Linked DNA regions of Ovis aries: region 1 is linked to region 2. A link is a contact called in public Hi-C data. All regions are on one chromosome and are shown on one strand. Each heading gives the region's core, a stretch centred on a gene start, on an enhancer-like site or on the middle of the called end of the contact. The rest is flanking DNA. Distances are from core to core; before and after follow the strand shown. Region 1 holds the start of TBX15 (T-box transcription factor 15). Region 2 overlaps TBX15 (T-box transcription factor 15).

What was found. A called contact is a pair of places that touch in the nucleus more often than the background predicts.
Region 1: a contact with region 2 is called in a Hi-C map of tail adipose tissue, with 2.4 times the contacts expected there. The contact joins the promoter of TBX15 here to the enhancer-like site in region 2. A contact is called at or near these places in 3 of 16 Hi-C or Micro-C datasets (skin fibroblasts and tail adipose tissue).

What each region holds. Positions count from the first base shown.
Region 1 is chr1:96,549,572-96,552,472 of ARS-UI_Ramb_v3.0, reverse strand. TBX15 (T-box transcription factor 15) reads left to right here and starts at 1,367. Exons shown (of 8, transcript XM_060413360.1): 1 at 1,367-1,417.
Region 2 is chr1:96,433,296-96,436,401 of ARS-UI_Ramb_v3.0, reverse strand. All of the region lies in intron 7 of TBX15 (T-box transcription factor 15), which reads left to right. Among named protein-coding and RNA genes, the nearest start is that of TBX15, 120 kb to the left of the region's middle. Within about 2 kb of position 1,336, at least 3 of the 54 cell types and tissues checked have an H3K27ac peak or open chromatin away from gene starts, as enhancers often do. A contact at or near this core is called in tail adipose tissue, where this site is marked.

The DNA of each region.
Region 1 (2,901 bases), core at 118-2,617, 120 kb before region 2:
GGGGAGGAGGAAAATGCTGGGAAGGAATAGAGGCCTGCCCCATTGGTACTCCACCCAGCGTGATCCTGGCAGGTGCTGGCCAAGGGTGGTGACATCAGAATCGGGAACCAACAGAGAGGTCTCAGCTGTGAGGGGAAGGTAACTGCGGGTTCCTGGCCTACCTTCTCTCAACCTCTGGAAGTGGTGGAAGCCTGGGTAGTGGTCTCTTTTGGCAAGGTCACCTAAAAGCAACCCTGAGTGGTGAATTGAGGTAGGAGACCCTGCACCTGGTCACCCTGGATTTTGCCCGGCAGTGAGGTGGGAGAGGCTGAAGGGCTGAGTGCTGGATCCCAGGGTTTGAAGTGCTGCTCAGGGACCTCCAAGCCTGAGGTGCAGGCTCCTGGAATGCTAAGGAGGCCAAGCCTAGCTGATTCATCCTTGTCCGATGGCTTTTCTATTATTCTTTCTGCACTGGCTGAACGGGATAGCTTCATCTTCTCCATGCTGGAGGCCCATTGCAGGGGGCTCCAAAGCTGGCCTTTTCCTCTCTCCTCTAAGAGAGGCCCAAGGTACATTCAGGACATACATGGTTGCCTCCAGAACCAGGGCACATCCAACTGTAATAGCAAGAACTAGATTTCCTGGCTCTTCCGTGGTCAGGAGGGGAATGTGGCGTTTCAAAAGTCCAACAAACCCTCCCTTCTCTCCCTAAAGGTGGAAGGACCGATCAGCGCTCATTCTTGGGGAGGGCTGGGGGCGCTGCTGTGGAACAACGTGGGCTCCTCTGCCCTAGGCTTTAGGGTTCAGACCCTGCTCAGAGCCTGGGTGTCGGCATGAGTTTTCTGCTGGGGCCTCTCGGTCTGCCCTTTGCATTCGGGAGCTGGCTCTTTCCTGCCTCTTTCTTGAGCTGGGATAGAAGCTCTGGACCAGGGCGCTGGGACGATCGGACTGTGGCTTGGGCCGTCCTCCGCGAAATCCGAGACTTTTGCCAGCTTGGCAGGATAAACTTCTTGGCCCCTCTAAACTCGCTCTGCGCTGAATTGCGTGCGCTCGGGGTCTCCAGCGGCCCGAGACCAGTAGCGTAACCTGGGAGGGAGCGTGTGAAATCAGGATGGCCCAAAGTGTTGGATTTAAGTTCCTTAGAAATCCCTGACAACTACGCTGTCCTGAAAGTTTTTTTTTTTTTTTTTTACGATGGAGGGAGGATCAGTGGGGCGGGGAGAGCCGGGCTCCCGAGGTGATCGGATTTGAAGGGAATTTTGAAAAAGCTCCGTCTGCGCTGTCGAAGTTCCCGTCTGCCCTCGCCCAGCCCCTCTCGGCGGGTTCTCCAGAGCCAGCGCCCCGAGCAGGCGAAGCTCTGTTTAACATCCACGCGGAACGGAAGGACAGGATTTGCTGCGTGCGGGGGCACAGTCAGGATCCGCCTGCAGAGCGCTTGGTAAGCCGGGTGCCCCTCCGCCGGCCTCTCGCCTTGAGGGCGCCTACGTCACCTTCTCTACCAGGTAGAGCTGGAAGGAGGCAGCGATCTTTATGTTTCCAATTACAAGACCTTGGGTAGTAACGAGGCTTTCTTGTTTGTTTCTTTCGTTTCGCCTTAATCAGAGTTGCTTAGAAATCTTTCAACGGGAAAATAGGAGCCTGTGAAGCGAGGGAACTAGCAGATCTGAAAGCATCTAGGGGCCAAAACGCGAGATTATTGGAATCGTTTTCTGGTGTGTTTGGACAGGTTGACGTTTTGTCATAGCCCCTCAATTCCAGCTCCGCATTTAAAATGACCCTACGCTTGCAGCGACTATGAGACCTAGCAGATTTGCGAGGAAAAGCTATGAATTTGGGACTTGCAGGAGTTTGTAACGGCACAGATCTGACCTCGACTTTCACCCCCGCCTCCCTCCACGAGGAACCGTGGGGGACCGGGAAGCCAGGAGTTAAAGTCGGCCCAGGAGCATCCCGGGGACAGCCAGCGCGGAGCCCTGGCTCGAGCCTCAGTCTCTCCCCTCTTTTCATTGGCCCGCGTTCTCAGGGTTTCTCCAGTTCCCTCTTCGCCATTGGTTGGGGGCTGGCTTTTTTTTTTTCTCCCTCAGTCTTTCTCTTCCTCCCCCCTCCCTCTGCCTCGCCCCTCGGACAGGAGCGCACCGCCTGCCCCCAGCTCCTCGGGAAGGGAGGAATTTAGAAAAAAAGTTTCCCAGAAGTTTGGATCAGAGCAAGGACGGGAAGACCAAGAGAGGAAGAGGGAGAGGGAGGAGAGAAAGGGAGAGGGAGGAGGGAGAGAGAATAAAAAAATGATGAAGTCCAGTCTACACCGCCTGTGAGCGCCTGCCCGGGTGGGTGGGAAGCAGGACTCGGGCGCTCATGCAGCGAGCGGGTGGCGCTCCGGGCGCACGTTCCTAGCGGCTGGGGCAGCCAAGGACGTCGGTCCTAGCCGGCCGTGCAGGGCGCAGGGGGAGGGTGCCCAGGACCCGCGGAGCCGCTGCCTCAGTCTTGGCCACCTCGCCGCCGCCTTTCCCGGGCCTGGCCCGGTGGGCGCTCGGAGCGTGAGGGCTCGGGCTGCTCCCTCTGTAGTGGGGGCGAGCGGGAGCCGGGGTGCGGGCGGCTAAGATGAGTGAAAGGAGAAGATCTGCAGTCGCCCTGAGCTCGCGAGCACATGCCTTCTCCGTTGAAGCCTTGATCGGCTCAAATAAAAAGCGGAAGCTGCGAGACTGGGAGGAGAAGGGGCTGGACCTGTCCATGGAGGCGCTGAGCCCCGCGGGCCCACTCGGAGACGCGGAGGACGCGGGTGCGCACGGCCTGGAGCCTCACCCGGGTGAGTGCGTGGAGCCGGAACGCGGGAGGCGGGCGGAGAGGGGACGCGGGGCGGCCAGCCGGCGGGGAGAGTGGCGAGTAGGAAGGCCCTGACTGTGACGCCGTCTTACTCCAACGCCG
Region 2 (3,106 bases), core at 87-2,586:
GAGGGTTTTTGTGAGTGGAGTCTCCAAGTGATCTGACAACTGTTATGTGAAAAGGAACCATCTGGGACCAGTGGCTCCAAAGCTGGTCATACGTCTCCATCTGTGAATGTAAGGAGACCTGCCGTTGACAGAAAAGCTCCCGTCTCTCAACTGGTGGCAGACATCACTAGACAGATTTCAGCACCTTTGTGTTTTTCAGTGTTTATCAGGCAGTTAAAAGTCAGGATCATTAAGGTCTCTGTTGGGTTTGTCAACAACTTGAGCGTTAACTCTAGTAGGCCCTTATTTCATTTTTATCAGTTGATTTGTGTTAATTAGAGGTTGGTCAGTGAAAGAGATCAAATACTGAGAAAATTTATGCTAGTAAAGAGATTGGGAATGGAGGAAGGTTCAATGGACAGAGGTCTTTGATCATTACAGTGTTTCAAAGAGAGCCAATTTATGCTGATCTCATTTATCCCTGAGGTAAGAAATAATGCCCGAGAGGAGTTCTTGAGAAGGATTGGAGAGTGTCTCAATTCAGTCCATAGAGCAAATAGTTGCTTGTGCTTCTGGTGCTTAGTTGCTCAGTCCTGTCTGACTCTTCCCGACACTGTGAACTATAGCCTGCTGGGTTCCTCTGTCCATGGAGTTTTACAGGCAAGAATACTAGAGTGGGTTGCCATTTCCTCCTCTAAGGGATCTTCCTGACCCTAGGATGGAACCCCAGTCTCCTGCATCTCCTCCATTGGCAGGTGGGTTCATTTCCGCAGAGCCATCCGGGAAGCCCCAGGGCAAATGGTTATTGGGTACATATTCTGTTTTGTCCTGTAGTCCCTTATGGTCAATACATCCAAAACAGAGTCCATGATTTGCCTCACAGACTTGGCGCCCTCTCCTGGGGGAAGGACACTGCTGCCCATTAGCCATCTGAGTCAGTTCCCTCCCTCCGTATCCAGTTCAGTTCAGCTCAGTCTCTCAGTCATGTCTGACTCTGCAGCCCCATGGACTGCAGCATGACAGGCCTCCCTGTCCCCACCATATCCAGCCGTTACCAAGTTCTCGAATGTGCTCATATCTCTAATCTCCCCTGTTACTACTCCACTCCAAGGCATTATCATCTCTCACCAGACTTCATCCTCAGGCTCCCCATGGTGGTGACATAGCTAGCTGCCAGCATTCCTGCACCTGCATCTTTTTAGGTTTAAATTGGATGGGAAAGGTCATGTATCTCTCTTTAAGATTTCTAGCACAATCTCACTGAGTTTCACTGACTCCAGTTGAGTTGCCTCTGAATTAATTACTGTGGCAGGGATGGGGTTACTTAGATCATCCAGGCCTGAGTCACATCCCTTCCTTGGAGGTATGGGTGAAGGGTGAGTGCGAGAGGGAGTGTTTCTCTGAGGGAAAAGTGGATGCTGTTGCCAGGAACGAGGCAGGATTCCAAACGACAGTAACAGCAGATGTAAACTGCAGCAGAGAAGGCAGCAAAACAAGTATCAGAGAAAATAAGCAAGTCAACGGAAAGTGAAAAAATGGGAGTGTGCCACCTAGGCCATATGGTTATTGTTGTTCACTCAGTCATGACTGACTGCTTGCGACCCCAGCATGCAGCACGCAAGACTTTTCTGTCCTTCACCATCTCCCAGAGTTTGCTCGAACTTGTGTCCATTGAGTCGGTGATGCCATCCAACCATCTCATCTTTTGTTGTCCCCTTCTTCTCCTGCCTTCAATCTTTCCCAGCATCAGGGTCTTTTCTAATAAGTTGACTCTTTGCATCAGGTGGCCTAAGTATTGGAGCTTCAGTTTCAACATCAGTCCTTCCAATGAATATTGAGGACTGATTTCCTTTAGGATTGACTGGTTGGATCTCCTTGTGGTCCAAGGGACTCTCAAGAGTCTTCTCCAACACCACAGTTCAAAAGCATCAGTTCTTGGGCACTCAGCCTTCTTTATTGTCCAGCTCTCACATCCATACACGACTACTGGAAAAACCATAGCTTTGACTAGATGGACCTTTGTTGGCAAAGTGATGTCTCTGTCTAGGTTTGTCATAGCTTTTCTTCCAAGGATCAAGCGTCTTTTAATTTCATGGCTACAGTTGCCACCTGCAATGATTTTGGAGCCGAAGGAAATAAAGTCTGTCACTGTTTCCATTGTTTCTTCATCTGTTTGCCATGAAATGATGGGTCTGAATGCCATGATCTTAATTTTTTTGAATGCTGAATTTTAAGCCAGCTTTTCCACTCTCCTCTTTCACCCTCATCAAGAGGCTCTTTAGTTCCTCTTAGCTTTCTGCCATAAGGGTGGTATCATTTGCATATCTGAGGTTATTGATATTTCTCCTGACAATCTTAATTCAAGCTTGTGCTTCATCCAGCCTGGCATTTTGCATGATGTCCTCTGCATATAATTTAAATAAACAAGGTGACAGTATACGGCCTTGATGTACTCCTTTCTCAATTTGGAACCAGTCTGTTGTTCCATGTCTGGTTCTAACTGTTGCTTCTTGTCCTGCATACAGGTTTCTCAGGAGGTAGGTAAGGTGTTCTGGTAGTCCCACCTCTTTAAGAATTTTCCACAGTTTATTGTGATCCACACAGTCAAAGGCTTAGGCATAGTCAATGAAGCGGATGTTTTTCTGGAACTCTCTTGCTTTTTTCTATGACCTTGGAGAGTTTTGAGTATTACTTTGCTCGCATGTGAAGTGAGTGCAATTGTGTGGTAGTTTGAACATTCTGTGGTAGGTATGAATGTGGTGGGCAATGTGGTAGGTATGAAATAGGGGCATTTAAGAAGCAGAGAGACTCAGAACACAGAGAACCAATGTGAAAAATGAGAATTGGGTGAATCTAAAACTGTCTTAAAAGGAAGAGGTTTTAAACAATGTATATCTTTAAACTTTATGGAGAGATGCACTCTTTCTAGGATTGAAACCACATAATTCCCATTATTTTGAGTGAACTCCGGGAGTTGATGATGGACAGGGAGGCCTGGCATGCTGCAGTTCATGAGGTCGCAAAGAGTCAGACACGACTGAGTGACTGAACTGAACTGAATTCCCATTAACACTATAATGTTTAAATTTCTGTTTTGAGAAGAGTGCTCATTTCAACTAAGGGTTAT